Linked DNA regions of Gossypium hirsutum: region 1 is linked to region 2. Evidence: chromatin contacts called from public Hi-C data. All regions are on one chromosome and are shown on one strand. The core of a region is the stretch at or near the end of the contact, and the rest is flanking DNA. Distances in the headings are between cores, read along the strand shown.

Evidence for each region. A called contact is a pair of places that touch in the nucleus more often than the background predicts.
Region 1: a contact with region 2 is called in a Hi-C map of leaf, with 4 times the contacts expected there. The contact joins two enhancer-like sites. A contact is called at or near these places in 12 of 34 Hi-C or Micro-C datasets (callus, hypocotyl, leaf and 2 more).

The regions. Positions count from the first base shown.
Region 1 is chrA05:48,501,345-48,508,843 of Gossypium_hirsutum_v2.1, reverse strand. It overlaps the pseudogene LOC107959939. Among protein-coding and RNA genes, the nearest start is that of LOC107959940, 7.4 kb to the right of the region's middle. Within about 2 kb of position 1,948, at least 6 of the 9 cell types and tissues checked have an H3K27ac peak or open chromatin away from gene starts, as enhancers often do.
Region 2 is chrA05:48,059,989-48,066,879 of Gossypium_hirsutum_v2.1, reverse strand. It overlaps the pseudogene LOC121229156. Among protein-coding and RNA genes, the nearest start is that of LOC121228943, 27 kb to the left of the region's middle. Within about 2 kb of position 4,524, at least 1 of the 9 cell types and tissues checked has an H3K27ac peak or open chromatin away from gene starts, as enhancers often do.

The DNA.
Region 1 (7,499 bases), core at 699-3,198, 440 kb before region 2:
TTACATTAGTAATACCTAAAGAAAAAAATAATTACGAAAATAGGATATGTTGTAAATTATTTATCAAAATGGTATATTTTCATTAGTAAATTTAAGTATGGTTAACATGTTAGATCACACCAGCCTCAAAAGTCACCCATCATTTCTTTAAAAATTATTTTTAAAGTAGTGCTACCAATTTGTCAGGTAAAAGTAAAAATTATTTGTATTTTCTTTAAACATGGTACAATATTGAAGAAATACAAAATATAAAATTTAAGTGGTGTCACTTCACCCATTGGCAGAATCGATTCAATTTTTCTTAAAAAAAAAGTAACATGTTGGGATTGTGTGCCAGTGAGCCAAATCACGTTGCCTGATATGGTGACGATACAAAATTTTGTATTTTAAAACTCCTTCCCAACTAATTCTTTAAATCTTTTTTCTCACATGCTAAATTTTTTATTTTACTCCAACTTTATAAAAAGAAATTTGAACAAGTGCGTTAATGTATTATATTTTGTATTTTTTCGATATTGTATAATATTTAAAGAAAACACAAACAATATTTTGTTTTGCTTACAAAATGACAACACCACTTTACAATTAATTTTTTATTTCACCTTGAATAATTAGAAAATGATGAGATGACTTTTGAGACTAATGATAGATGAGATATTGATGCCATCTAAATTTACTATTAAAAACATATCATTCTAGTAAATAATTTACTATACGCGTTATTTTTATAGTAAAATAAAAAAAATATTTACAGTGTAAAATTTAATATTATTAAGTTACATAAAATTGAGAAATCTGTGTATATTTTTGATGATGTTAAAATAAGGGTTTATTATATATTTTTTATATCAACACACACAATGACTCAAACGTCAACTTCCGTTTGAATTTTCAAGTTTCAACCCAACATATGTCAAATTGCTTAACTACCAAAACTCTCTCTTTTCCTTCGCTTACCAGGACAACCTTATTTAATTTTAACAGTTATACCTCAAAAAAATAATTAAACTATTAAATTCCCACTTAATTTAAATAATCAATTAATTTCCATTTTTTTATTCATTGTTAAAATAAATTAACAAATCAATCCAATTAAATAGTGACACGTTGTAGCTTCTAGTTTAATTTAATATTTTTCTCATGAAAATGATTAAAAAAATTATAAAAATATTAATATTTAAAAAGTATAAAATTTGATATAAATTTTAGAAAATTAATTATATATAATATTTATAAGTTTTTATAATTTTAATAAGTTTATATAAATTTTAGTATTTAATAAATTTTTTGATTTGTTTATATATTTTTATTTTTTTCTGATTTTTTAATATTTTTATGAGAAAATTATTAGATTAAATCAAAAGTTTTCATGTGTCACAATCTGATTATCCATCAATTTGTTTTAATGGTCAATGATAAAAATTGTTAATACCGACTTAATTGGGTGTAAATTTAATACATGGAGTTAATTGAATTTTTGGATTTTTAAGAGTTCATGGTATGTAGATTTATTTTATTGATTTCACCTTTAAAATTCTGGATAATAAATATCCCAAATTTTAGAGTTGCTTATATATGAACTCAAAACAAATTTTAAATAATTTGGAATGAAATTGAAAGATAATTATGATTATTATTTACAAGATACAAATCTAAAATTTGATTCATTTCTTTATTCCAGAAACTTAACAATAAACTGGAAATTTAATTTTATAGAAAATAAGACCAAATCCAATTTCAAGAGAAATGCAAATGTGAACTGTCAACCAAATAGTCAACACGCTCAATCAATCCCAAACGTATCTTTGTTTTCCGCCCAAATCATATCCAGGAAAACCATCAAATTTCTCATTAGTATCTCTGAAACCTTCCTCTTTTTCTTCATCCTCCCAACAATTCATTACTTCTTCTCATTCCATTTTCATTTCATGGTCTAGTTTTCAAGACCCTATGTCTAAAGCCAAGAATTTCTTTCAAAATCTAATCAAACCTTTCAGGTCCAACTCAAGCAATGGTAAAATGGGGGGGGGGGGAGCCCAGTTTTTATGTGAAAAGTTTGATCTTTTCTCTACACGATTGATGATTAGTGTGTTATTTGGTGTGTGTTTCAGGTGGGGAAAATGAAGAGGATTTGGAGAAAATAGCTCAAAAAGAACAAAAGAACTTCCTTTTCGAGACTTTAGTTGCTGCTACAAAAGATTTCCACCCTCACCACAAGCTCGGTGAAGGGGGTTTTGGACCTGTTTATAGGGTAAGATCCTAATTATTGTATGGCTAGCTAGAAAATAAAGGAAACCTTTTGTTGAACCTTATTTATTTAATTTTTTCCCCATTGGTTAGAAAATAATTCTTGTTTGAATTTATAGAATGTGATACAATGGATTGTCATACATATTGTTTGCATTGAAGTATATTTGATACAATGGGACAGGCTTCGTTTTTGATAATTTTTCATTTACTTAAGGAAAAATGAAGAGTCTAACATAGCTTGAGATTTCCATTTTTCACTATTAGCTTTGATTTAGAGTGAACCGTTTGTCCTAATAACTCAAGAACCTAATCAAACCATTAAGCTGTTTGTCTTAGCTATTAATGAGGAGGTAAAGCATAGAAAATTTTAATTGAAGTTGCACAAGAAGCTAGAACTGTAGTTAATTCATTAAGCCTGCCTTACTTTTCCAGTAATTCCATCTTAAACCAAGCTTAAAATCATGTTGCTCTCAAGTAGTTTTCAGGTTTCAAAATGCTGATGTTTTTAGTTAATTGAGCTTATCTGTGAGGAACTTATCTGTAATTGATGGCTGTTCTTTAATTTGTAGGGTAAGTTAGATGATGGAAGGGAAATTGCAGTGAAGAAGCTATCTCAATACTCGAATCAGGGGAAAAAGGAATTTGAGAACGAGGCGAAGTTGCTAGCACGTGTACAGCACCGCAATGTTGTGAATCTGTTGGGCTACTGCATACATGGCAACGAAAAGCTTTTTGGTGTATGAGTATGTCGCTAATCAGAGTCTTGACAAGTTTCTCTTCAGTAAGTTACCATAATTTGTTTTTATGCAGGTTTCGGGCTATCAGAATAAATTATAATGGATTAACTCTGATAGTTTTGGCACAATTTAGCTTTCGGTGCTAGAAGGCTATATTGTTTGTTTTCCTTTTGTTTCGTATTTGTTGTTTCTTTTGTTTCATCTCCACCTTTGTGTGTCTGTGGTGCTGTTGTTATTGATGTCGGTTTTTAGAACTCAAAACAGACTAATATGTGTAGAAACTATGAATACTCATTTCGAACAGCTTTGAAAGGATATGGATTGAGCAATAGAGACAAGGCAGAACCTTTGTTCTCTAAAAAGAACTAACCCTTATTTTTATGAGGAGGAGAATTCTGACTAAGAGTGGAAATTACAACTTATGTTGTGCTAACCTTGATGCGTTTATATTTTGAAAAATGTTAAAATTATAGTTTGAAAGGGTCTTGGATTATGAGAAATTAGCAGTTAGGCTGAGTGAGAGCTTTGACTAATGACTGATCTGTCGTTAACTGCATCACTGCCATTCCAGGACTCAAACAAGCCAGAGTAAAAGTTTCTTACCATTGGTTCGTTCCCTTGGTGATATCTAGTATGTATTTAATTGTAATAGTTGAGTCAACTGAGCTCATCGTGAATCATATGAGTTTTACACGAGATGGTGTAACCATCTTTGGCAACATGCATGAGTATTGCTATAAATGATCTTTAGATATTGTGATTCAAGGGATGTTCTACTAGACTCGTTCTTTGAAACTTAACTTCAAGATTGTGCTTGAAACTGATCATCGAATATGAGATTATTTATCATCTAGTCAAAAAACCTTTTTAATGAAAAATTCCAGGTTTTAGTAATAATAATGATGATTAAGATTTTTCCCTCCGTAGAATCGAATAGAAACGTGGAGCTTGACTGGAAGCGAAGGTATGAAATAATTACAGGCATCGCACGAGGTTTGCTTTACCTCCACGAAGACTCACACAATCGTATCATTCATCGGGATATCAAGGCAAGCAATATTTTACTTGATGATAAATGGGTCCCTAAAATTGCTGATTTTGGTATGGCTCGTCTCTTTCCCGAGGGTGAATCAAATGTCAACACCCGTGTAGCTGGTACTAAGTACGTTGTCTCGCATGCATCCTCTTAATTGATAATATGATGAGATCTACATGCTTCTGATTTTGTGGTAATGTCATAAGGTGTCAATTTAATGAAGTTATTTGTATTTTATTGTTTGGAAACAGTGGATATATGGCACCGGAGTATGTCATGCATGGACAACTATCAGCGAAGGCAGATGTGTTCAGTTTCGGAGTTTTGGTTCTGGAGCTGATCAGTGGCCAGAAAAACTCATCCTTCAATTTAAATGTGGATGCTCAAAATCTACTTGATTGGGTAAGAGCTAGATTATGATCTAATCTTTTGTTGCTTCAAGTCTTCATTTTCTTTCCAACTCTCCAAATATATAGAAAAGCTTGAAAAACAAATGCACTTATGTTCAGCCAAGTCCAAGTAACATAGATGGAATCATTCATTTAACTAAGATAACTTTTAGTAATTCGTGACATTCATATTTTTGAATGTTTGCAGCTTGTACGAGATGACATTTTGTGTGCTATTATTAGTCTTTCTGTCTAATGTCATCTGGCATTTATACCTTAGCATAGTTCTTGCTCTGCCTTATTACATATCTGCTGTCCTGTGGACTTTCCACAAAGGCGAAAATCATTATCTGGGGACTGAACATTTTGTGATATCTGACTGGAAATTGCATGATGCCTTACTTTACTTTTATATCCTATTGATTTGGTCTCAGTTAGGACCATACCACTTGCATGAGATGGACTCGGTCAAAAGCACCGAGTCAATACATTATGGGTCCTGGCATGTATGGGAAGTTTCATAGGAATCATGTTACATAATCTTCACATTTAATGGTGAAAATTATTCAAACATTCAAGGATTTGGAAGAAAGGGTTGTAACCGGCACTTGTTTGGTTGTTGATTTTGCAGGCATATAAGCTTTACAAAAAAGGGAAGGGCCTGGAGATTATGGATGCTGCCATAGTGCCATCAGCACCCCCGGAGCAAGTAAGTTTCTGCATCCGAATAGGGTTACTATGTGTGCAAAGTGATCCCAAAACACGACCTGACATGCACCGGGTTGTTATTATGCTGTCAAAGAAACCTGGACATCTAGATGAGCCAATGAGACCTGGAATTGCGGGTAACCGATACAGGAGATCACGCCCTCGCCCTGGATCCTCATCGACTGCAGGAGCTTCCGGTTTTTCAGATTCTCATACTTCTGAATCAACCTTTAATTGTAATACTAATACTGCATCTGCATCTGCTTCAGCAACAACTCTTGCAAGCTCCTCAAAATCTGACCCCCATGGGAAGCGCCCCATGAAGAGTTAGTTTTTTGGACATTTTTGTATATTTAGATTTATTTTTGATACACCGATAATATATGAATATATACAATGTCTACGAACCAAATTATGCCATTTTATTAAAAGTGAAGTTAGGTGGATTTACTTCCAAAACTTTTAATTAAGTGGCATCATCTGGTTCATTGGCATTTTATAGATATATACATCATCCTTGCATCAAATGTAAACTCTTCCTTTTTTGTTTACTAGTATGTAAATGTTAATGGGATTAGTTAGGCTAAAGCATGGATTAGAAATTTGTTAAGATGAAAATCTTTTTTTTTTTTTGGGGGGGGGGGGCGGGGGGAATCATTGTTTTATTAGTAAGAAAATGAAAAATAATTGAAAGATTTTTTTTTTATGTGTGTGTGTTTTAATTCACATTGTTGTAACAGTATACGCTAGTAAGTCCCAATTGTTTTTTTTAAGGATATTATTATTTGTAAAAAATGTAAAAATAATTTTATTATGTTTTGATTTTTTTTTTGCAAGTTAAATGAAAAAGGTAAAAATTTAATATAAATATACAATTAAATAATTTTATTATAAAAAATCTGAAATTATAAAAAAATTATTTTATATAAATTTAATAAGGTTTCAAATATTGCTTTTGTATATAAATATACAATTTTTAACTCCATGAGACGAAATGCATAATTTTTTTTCCTAATTGGTGTGACCTATTAATTGGATTTCAACTCAATTAGGAAAATTATTTTAATGCCTATTTGCATTTAAAATAAATTATACTATTTGAGAGTATTTTAGTCTTTTTTTTAAAAAGTAATAAAAATATGTATATGATAATATTTGAATTCATATCAACTGAGTTAGAAAAGTCTTAAATTTACTACTCAATCAAAATTTCGTTTTAATATTCTTATACATTTTAATTTTATTATTGACACGTTATAAACTCCATCAATTGCATATATTCTTATATGTTACTTTATTTATTTTATTTTATTTTTAAACACACATTTGTGTTCTATATTTATGGTTTCCACACGTATACGCGCGTAAGATATGATTTCTAGTATATAATAATTAAAGTTAGAAAAAAGTTAAAAGTCAAGAAAGTTTGTTATAAACTCAAAAAGTTAAAAAAATATTATTTTTGTGTATATACATTTACAAAATTTGCAAAAATTAAAATTTTATAGCATTATTTTTTTCTAAAATTATATAAAAATATTACTGATGTAAAATCATCATTTTTAAAAAAAAAAACCTTTTTTCTAATATATTTGATCATTTTTGGAAAAAAATAATTTTAAATTATTGAATTTTTTTGAGTAATTATTTGTACACAAACGGAAAACTTTAAACTCTACAAGCAAAGTTAAAATTTTATCATGTGTCATTAAGTTGTATTTAAAAATTTTAAAAATAAATTTAGCCTCCATTGTTTACTTATTTTGTCATATTGGCCCTCAATCTATAAAATTAATCAAATTATTTTCTTTTTTATGAAAAATTTGACTGAACTGTTAAAATTTTAATGACATTGACGTGACAGTTCACGTGACATTTTAGGTATACTTCACTGCTAATATGGTAAAATTTTTAAAAGTTTTTATGAGCTTTTTTTACATATGTTGATTTTTTTTTTAAAAAAGCATTAAAATTTTAAAATTTTTTATGAATATGTGAACTGCGACCTTTCATATTAGTGTTGTTAGTTGAGTCAGTTTTCTGAAAAAAAAAATAAGCAACTTGATTAAATATTAAAAAAAAACCCAAGATAACTAAAAAAAAAGTTAAAATGAGAAAATAAGTAAAGGTGAGTTAATAAATATAGAATATGAGTACTGTCCCGTACCTAATCTGATTGGTCAATCAGTTTTCCTGTCTTCTCAACAAGAATCAATGCACCCAAAATGGTTCTTATTCCACCCTTTCTCAACTTTACCCACAAATTCCTGCCAGCTTCATAACTTCTCCATTCCTCTTTAAATTTCTTAATATTTTCTTTGTTTCCCTCAAGCATTGGTGACACAATTCCATTGAATATATCACTCTATGATTCGAAAT
Region 2 (6,891 bases), core at 3,275-5,774:
TTGAATCTTTCTAGTTAAATCTAACATGGTAGTTGAAAATACCAATATTGTTTAGTCTGATAACCGCTCTTTTTTCATCAATGATGTTGGAAAGCCTCACAAAGTTAAATATTCTCTCGTTCTTCAATTTTATTTTCTGGGATAAATGTGCCTATAACATAACCATAAAACTAGAAGATCTTCTATAGGCCCTTCCGCTATAATCTCGGCAAAAGATTTTATACAAACACAATTATGCACCCTTTCACCATTTTTTACTTTAAACAATTGTCAACATATTTGTTGATAATTATATAGTTTTAATATAATATTAAAAACAAATTGATTCAAACACTCTTAAATTTACTCAAATTAATTAATCTTTATTATATACATATATAATAAGAAACACTTTAAAAGGAAAACAAATAAATATTTATTTTGGTCAAATTAGAAGATGGATTTTATATTAACAAATTTCACAAAAGGTTTAAATAAGGACATACAAACAAGCAAGTTAAAACATAAGAGTAGAAAAAAAAGAGACAGAAAGATACCCTAACAAACAAACACATTAACCTTTTTTTTAAGGTGCACATTAACCCTTCTAAATAGTCAAAATGGGCAGAATCATCACCATGCATTGAGATGTTATTTTACTTCCCTAACCCAGGCCAAATGTTATGGTCAAATTCTGAATGCTACATCGGTCACCGAAAAGGCCTAGTAAAACTAATAAATTTTGAAAACGTTCTTTTTTACTAACTTTTAGAAAACTTAATGTAATTGCCTTAGGATTATCAAAACGTCAGATTCTTAAGTCGAGTTAATTTAAGAGTTTGATTTAATAAGTGTCGTGAAAATTTAGAAAAAAACTTAGTTGATTTCATCAATTTGCCTTGTTAAAACTCCAATTTCATTGCTACACATCGAAAAAAGTGAAGCCTTTAATTTTATAAGAAAAATCGAGTCTTATGTAATTTTAAGCCAATTATTAGGATTGCTAGACTTTTGCAAAGTTCCATGCACGCAAAATCCCAATTAAAAAAAAACTCATTCCAAAGTCCAAAATAACCATTACAGTCCCCAAAATCAATAATAAAATTTAGTCTAAAAGTACTTTATTTAAAAATTTCCAAGACGATTCCTCTGAATGTCGTGTTTGACCCTAATCTTGTGGGTTATTTGTAAGAAGTAAAACTATGGGGGTGATATTTAAAAGCTCAGTGTGAGTCTTAAACAGAAAAAAAAATGTATATACATACAGACAATCATGTTACAGTAAAGCCAATAGCCAACAACACTCCTGAGATCACAGCAGAGCATGCCATCATAAATATACAGTATATATACACATATGCATGGGCATGCTAATATAAAAACAGCACATATTTCCCACCCATCCATCCGCTACACACCATAAGTTCCCTAGAACTTATCATCTGAACATCAAAGAGTCGTAGCTCAATATGGATAAACCACCAATAACAATTTGCAATTAGACAACCAGTAATTTGCAGATAATCCTCCAGTGCTCCAAACAATACTCCAGGGTTGTAGGTTAATTACCAGTATAAAATTATGGATAAACCGACAGTACTCGACGGAACTCTTTCACCAATCAGTCCCAATCCCTATGCAATGCAATATGTCAGATTAGTCGTATTGCATATCTACTTACCAATATCAATTTCAGTAACGATGGCATGCTTAACATGCATTCAATTTATCATTATTGGTGGCATGATTTTCATGCATTTAGTAGTAACAATAACAATCAATTTCATGTTTTTTTACATACAAGTAACAAACAACGTAACAATTAGTGGCATGCAATATATGCAATCAATTATACAATAACAATCAGTATGCTCAACAGTACAAGACATGTAATAACATGCAATCAGCCAATCAATCAATAACAATAGGCATAAAATCGGTTAACCCTTATAGGGCTTACACATTTGGTTAATTAAGCTTTAAAGCCCTAGAACATTCGGCCAACCTTGTACAGTCATTACATATTCAGCCAATACAATAAAGTACTTACATACTTTCAGCATTCACCAAACATAGAAGGTTAGGGAACCTACACTTGAATAATGCAAATCCGAAGCACTAAACTTAAATACGCAACTTCTATATTTAGATTTGACTAGAGCTTGATTAGATCTGTACATAACATACACAAAACACGAGTCAAAAACCAACCTTTAGATCACCACATAGGTTCGGCAAGATCAGAGAGAAATAATAGCCATTAAGATCTTATTTTCGAAATCACCGCTTACACTAGTTCAGCTTAAAATGGAGATACAGATAATCTCTAATGTCACTAGTGATCTGAGCTATTCGGATCTAAACCTTTAATAAAAAACACAAAAAGATAAGAAAAATACGTGTGAGAATCGACCATGGAATCTTGATAGATTCGACCATTATACAAGAAACAAAAAAGAAATATGTAATTAGATCTGATTGATAATCAACCTACACTTCTTGGATATCAGATTTGTGATAACGGATAATCACAAACTGATTGATCACTTGTAAAGGATAAATAAGATTCGGCCAAAGATGAATGGTGGTTTCGACAGCAAAACAATGAGAGAAAAAGAGAGGAGGGGAGAAACAAAGGGGTAGTGGCAATGGAAGAGTGTTAGAATTGAGTGACTCAAATCCTTATTAAAATAAAATACAGTGGTAAAATAAAATAAAAATAAACCCATATAGAACTGCACTTCTTTTATTTTATTTTAGAATAAGCTGTTTCAACCTTACTACAGTCCTCTTATTAGAATGGTTTTACAAGCCTATAAATAGATATAGTCTACTCCTCTTGTAATCATTCAAATTTGACATAGTGAATTATCTTCTCTTCTGCCCGTGTTTTTTTTCCTGAAAGGGTTTTCATGTAAAAATCTGCGTGTTCTTTATTTTTCTTTCTCTTTTCTTTGCGATACATTGTCATTATCAACGTTCTATTTTTCACAAAGAGAAAATATGAGGTTTCAAAGGGCAACAATGATTTTTCTCAAAATTTCAAATATTGAACCTAAAACTGGTATTGATACAGAGATAAGGTACTGATACCTTACCAAAGATATCAATACTTTATGCCTGGTATCGATACCTTCCTTTTAAATTCAATATTTTAAAAAATTCAAAGCTCAAAATGGTATCAATACCTATTCTGAAAACTTTGAAAATGTTGCAATCTGGTCCTATTTCATGCTTGAGTCTACAAAAGAGCTTCCGTAAGCTCGATTAAGGCTCGAATTTAATTGTGTATCATAATATCTAGGTGTTTATGACATGATTGAATATTTGAATGATTAATTTATGGTGTATTTGGTCTGTAATTTTAAAAATATTTCAAAAATGTCCCTATTTGATCTCGGGTTGACTTTAAGGCATCCGTATGATCATATAAGACCCAGAAAAGAATGTTTATGATATAGAATGTTGTATTGTTGTTGATTGCATGAATAATGATTTTATTGTGAATTTTTTAATAGTTGCTCTGGCAACGACTGTAGCATCCCATAGTTCAGACCCGACTATCAGATCCGGCGAGGGATGTTACAATTACAAAGAGAAATATCATATGTTTTTAATTCAAACTTTTAAGTAATATTGTTTCATTCCTTGCACTTATTGCACGTAAAGAATGAAAAACAAAATTTTATTTTATGAAATATTATATTTAAAAATCAAATAAATTATTTATAAGTGTATAAATTCAAATTCTAAATGTGCAATTAATACTCTTAGAAAAAAATACCTATTATTCAATTTAAGAATATTACAGATATAAGAAAATATAAAATTAATTTAAAGTAATACAAAGATTTGATAACATTAACTCTTTATCCATTACATGCATTTATCAACTTAAATACTCAAATTGAAAAACTAAAAATGAGAGCAAGTATTTGTCATCTATATTGGAATAGACCTAAGAACTGATGAAACAATATAACCTTTAGTGACACCGGTTGATGTCCCAACTCCGTCGCCATGCTAGTACATGCATTGAGCAGTTCGAGCCATGTTCTTAGATAAATTCATAATAACTCGAGGGAAACGATTATCCAAAATTTCTTCATTGATCTTCTTCCATGAATTGCTTATCAGTTCTTTTACATGATTTCGTGCTTTTTCTTCTGATACTCCTTTTTCAATCATGTAACACTGCACTGCTTTCGGTATGTCTCCTCTCTCCATCTCAGCCTTCAAAATGAAAAAAATTTAGCACATCTAGAATTTAGTGACTAGCAAATTATGTATTGCAAATGAAGATATTACCTTGGAAGTACCCAGATCATCACTGAGTCGAGTAATGAGAGATGATCAGTAAAATAATTGAGAAAAATCCTTAAGACAATTTGGAAATTGATGAACAATGGAGTCTGCCTCCACAAAACAAAGAAGAACCAACCCTCCAAGACTTCCAATTGAAATCCATGCGTTCTTAATATATTCATCAAAAGTGGGAGTTTGACCTCCCATAAAACCATCTGGCTTCCGTGATGTGAGCTCTGGAAAGTACAACCCACTGCAATTGGCAAATAACAACAGCAAATCAGAGCCAATTCTATGAAATGTTAATTCTCAGGTTCTCCATGTTACCTGTTCTTTGATGTAGGGCAGAACGTCAAGGCCATGGTCTTTCAAGGTCTGTTGGGCTAATTCATTAGTAAAGTCTGAAATGGCTGAGAACATTACTCTCATGTATTTTGGAAGTTCTTGGACAGCCTTCACATCCCACCTATTGCAAATCCGTATAATCAATACGCCAATTTTGGCTGCTATAAAAATATTATAAAAGAAAGACTATATATTACCCGGTGACTGCTTTGGTGAAACATTCGAGTTCTTCAAGTGATCCATATATATCATAGATGTCGTCAACTACAGTTGCTAAGAATGCAGACTTAGTGAAGCAAATCCTGCATTTGGCATATTGGGGATCAAATCTCAAACCAGTAGCCCAGAAATATATTTCCATCAGTCGGCCTCGGCTGAAACTAAGCTTTTCCTTGAAGTTCAATTCCCTCCACCACCTATTTTTCATCCAATAAATAAAAATTCAATTTCGAAAAATAAAAACCATATATTATAAGTAAATTAATCTTACTCTGCAAGTTGTTTCAGTTCTTGTTGGTAAATTGGCTGGATAAGATTGTAGTCTAACTTACCCAGGTCAAGCAAAACTGAGTTGTTTGAATCATCCATGGCGTAGGAATCAATGAAGTTTCGTGCTTCAATCCTTTCCATACTCCAGTAAAGTGGAACTTCCAATGACCGCTGAACTTGCTTAGCCTTAACTTTCTCCAGTTTCCCTATTACATTCTTAAGATTTTCACTGCTACAACCCTTAGCTTCTTCAAGGATTTTTTCGCCTTGTATTGCCATGAATGAAGCTTCATTCAAGCTCAAAAGCCCTTCAACATCCCCACATAAGCTCCCCATGAACCGCCCATCACCACCTTTAAATTTCCCGAACATATCTGTTTAATTTTACCATAATAGTTAACAAGAAAAGAATATGTTAGGATCGGACCGATTAAACAACGAACAAGAAAAATAGCGGAATAAATTGAGAAATTAAACACATAAATTTAACGTGGAAAAACCCCTCCAAAGAGGATAAAAAACCACCGGTAAAGATAATTTTAATATAATGGCAAAAGAACGAAGAGTACAAAGATGGAGATGAAGACTAAACCCCGAAAACTCGAAAACAAAGAACCCAAAAAACGTAAACACAAAATTCTCTAAATGTGTTATGAGTTCTAATCTCTAATGGGTGTCATCTTTATAAGATTGTAAAAGAGCCTATTTATAGGCTAAATTCATAGGTCAAATAATAATAAAATAATCTAAACGAATCAGTGTTTGATTGAAACAAGTAAACAGAGTTTAACTGAAAGATTATTTTTCAAATTTGGCTGAAAATGGGAGTCATATTTAACAAATCTCCACCTTGACTCATATTTTCACAACGCCATCTTTGCCAAAGTCCGCCACGAGCCTATCTTGAACTATGCAAGGAATTAACTGAGTCGAATTTGTGCTTAGAAATTAGAAGACTTCTAGCATTCGACTTGTACACTGTAAATCAAAACTAACCCGGGTCTGATTTTCATGAACACAATGCCCTAACTTTTCAAAACCTGCATCCAAAAGAGAACCTCTCTTCAACGAAACGGTCATACCGTTTTCCCTCTTATGACCAAGTTGCCTCCGCTCCAAACGAGTTGACTTCAACTCCGTAACGAACAAGGGACGTCCGATTTCACCGATCACTGTAGAACCTTCTAGAATGTAAAGACTGCCGGTTCTTTTACCTTTTAACAAAATGAGAGCTCCACGAGATACTTTAATGCCGCTCGACTCGATGTTAATCCTGCATCCTTTCAAGTCTAAAATACTCATGGAGATGAGATACTTTTGTAAATTAGGTATATATCTGACATCTGAGAGTGTCCTAATCATCCCATCGTGCATCTTAATTTTAACAGTACCAATACTAATTACCTTACTAGATGAATCGTTTCTCATGCGCACAACTCCACCTTCAACCGAACTGTATGTGGAGAACCATTCTCTATTGGGACACATGTGGAAAGAACATCCTGAATCTAGGATCCACTCGGAAGTGAGTTTGGAGTTATCGCTTGTTGACACTAACAAGAAATCATCACCATTTTCATCGGCCAAATTAGCATCAGCTACATCTTCCTTGTTACTTTCAGCAGCTCTTTTATTTCACAGTTTATAACAATCTGCTTTGACGTGACCTAACTTTTTACAATAGCGACAAATTTTGTCTCTTTTCTTTAATGCTACCAAAACAGAAGCTTGCCTATCTGTCTTGCTATCCAAATAAAGCTCATTGTCGAGTTT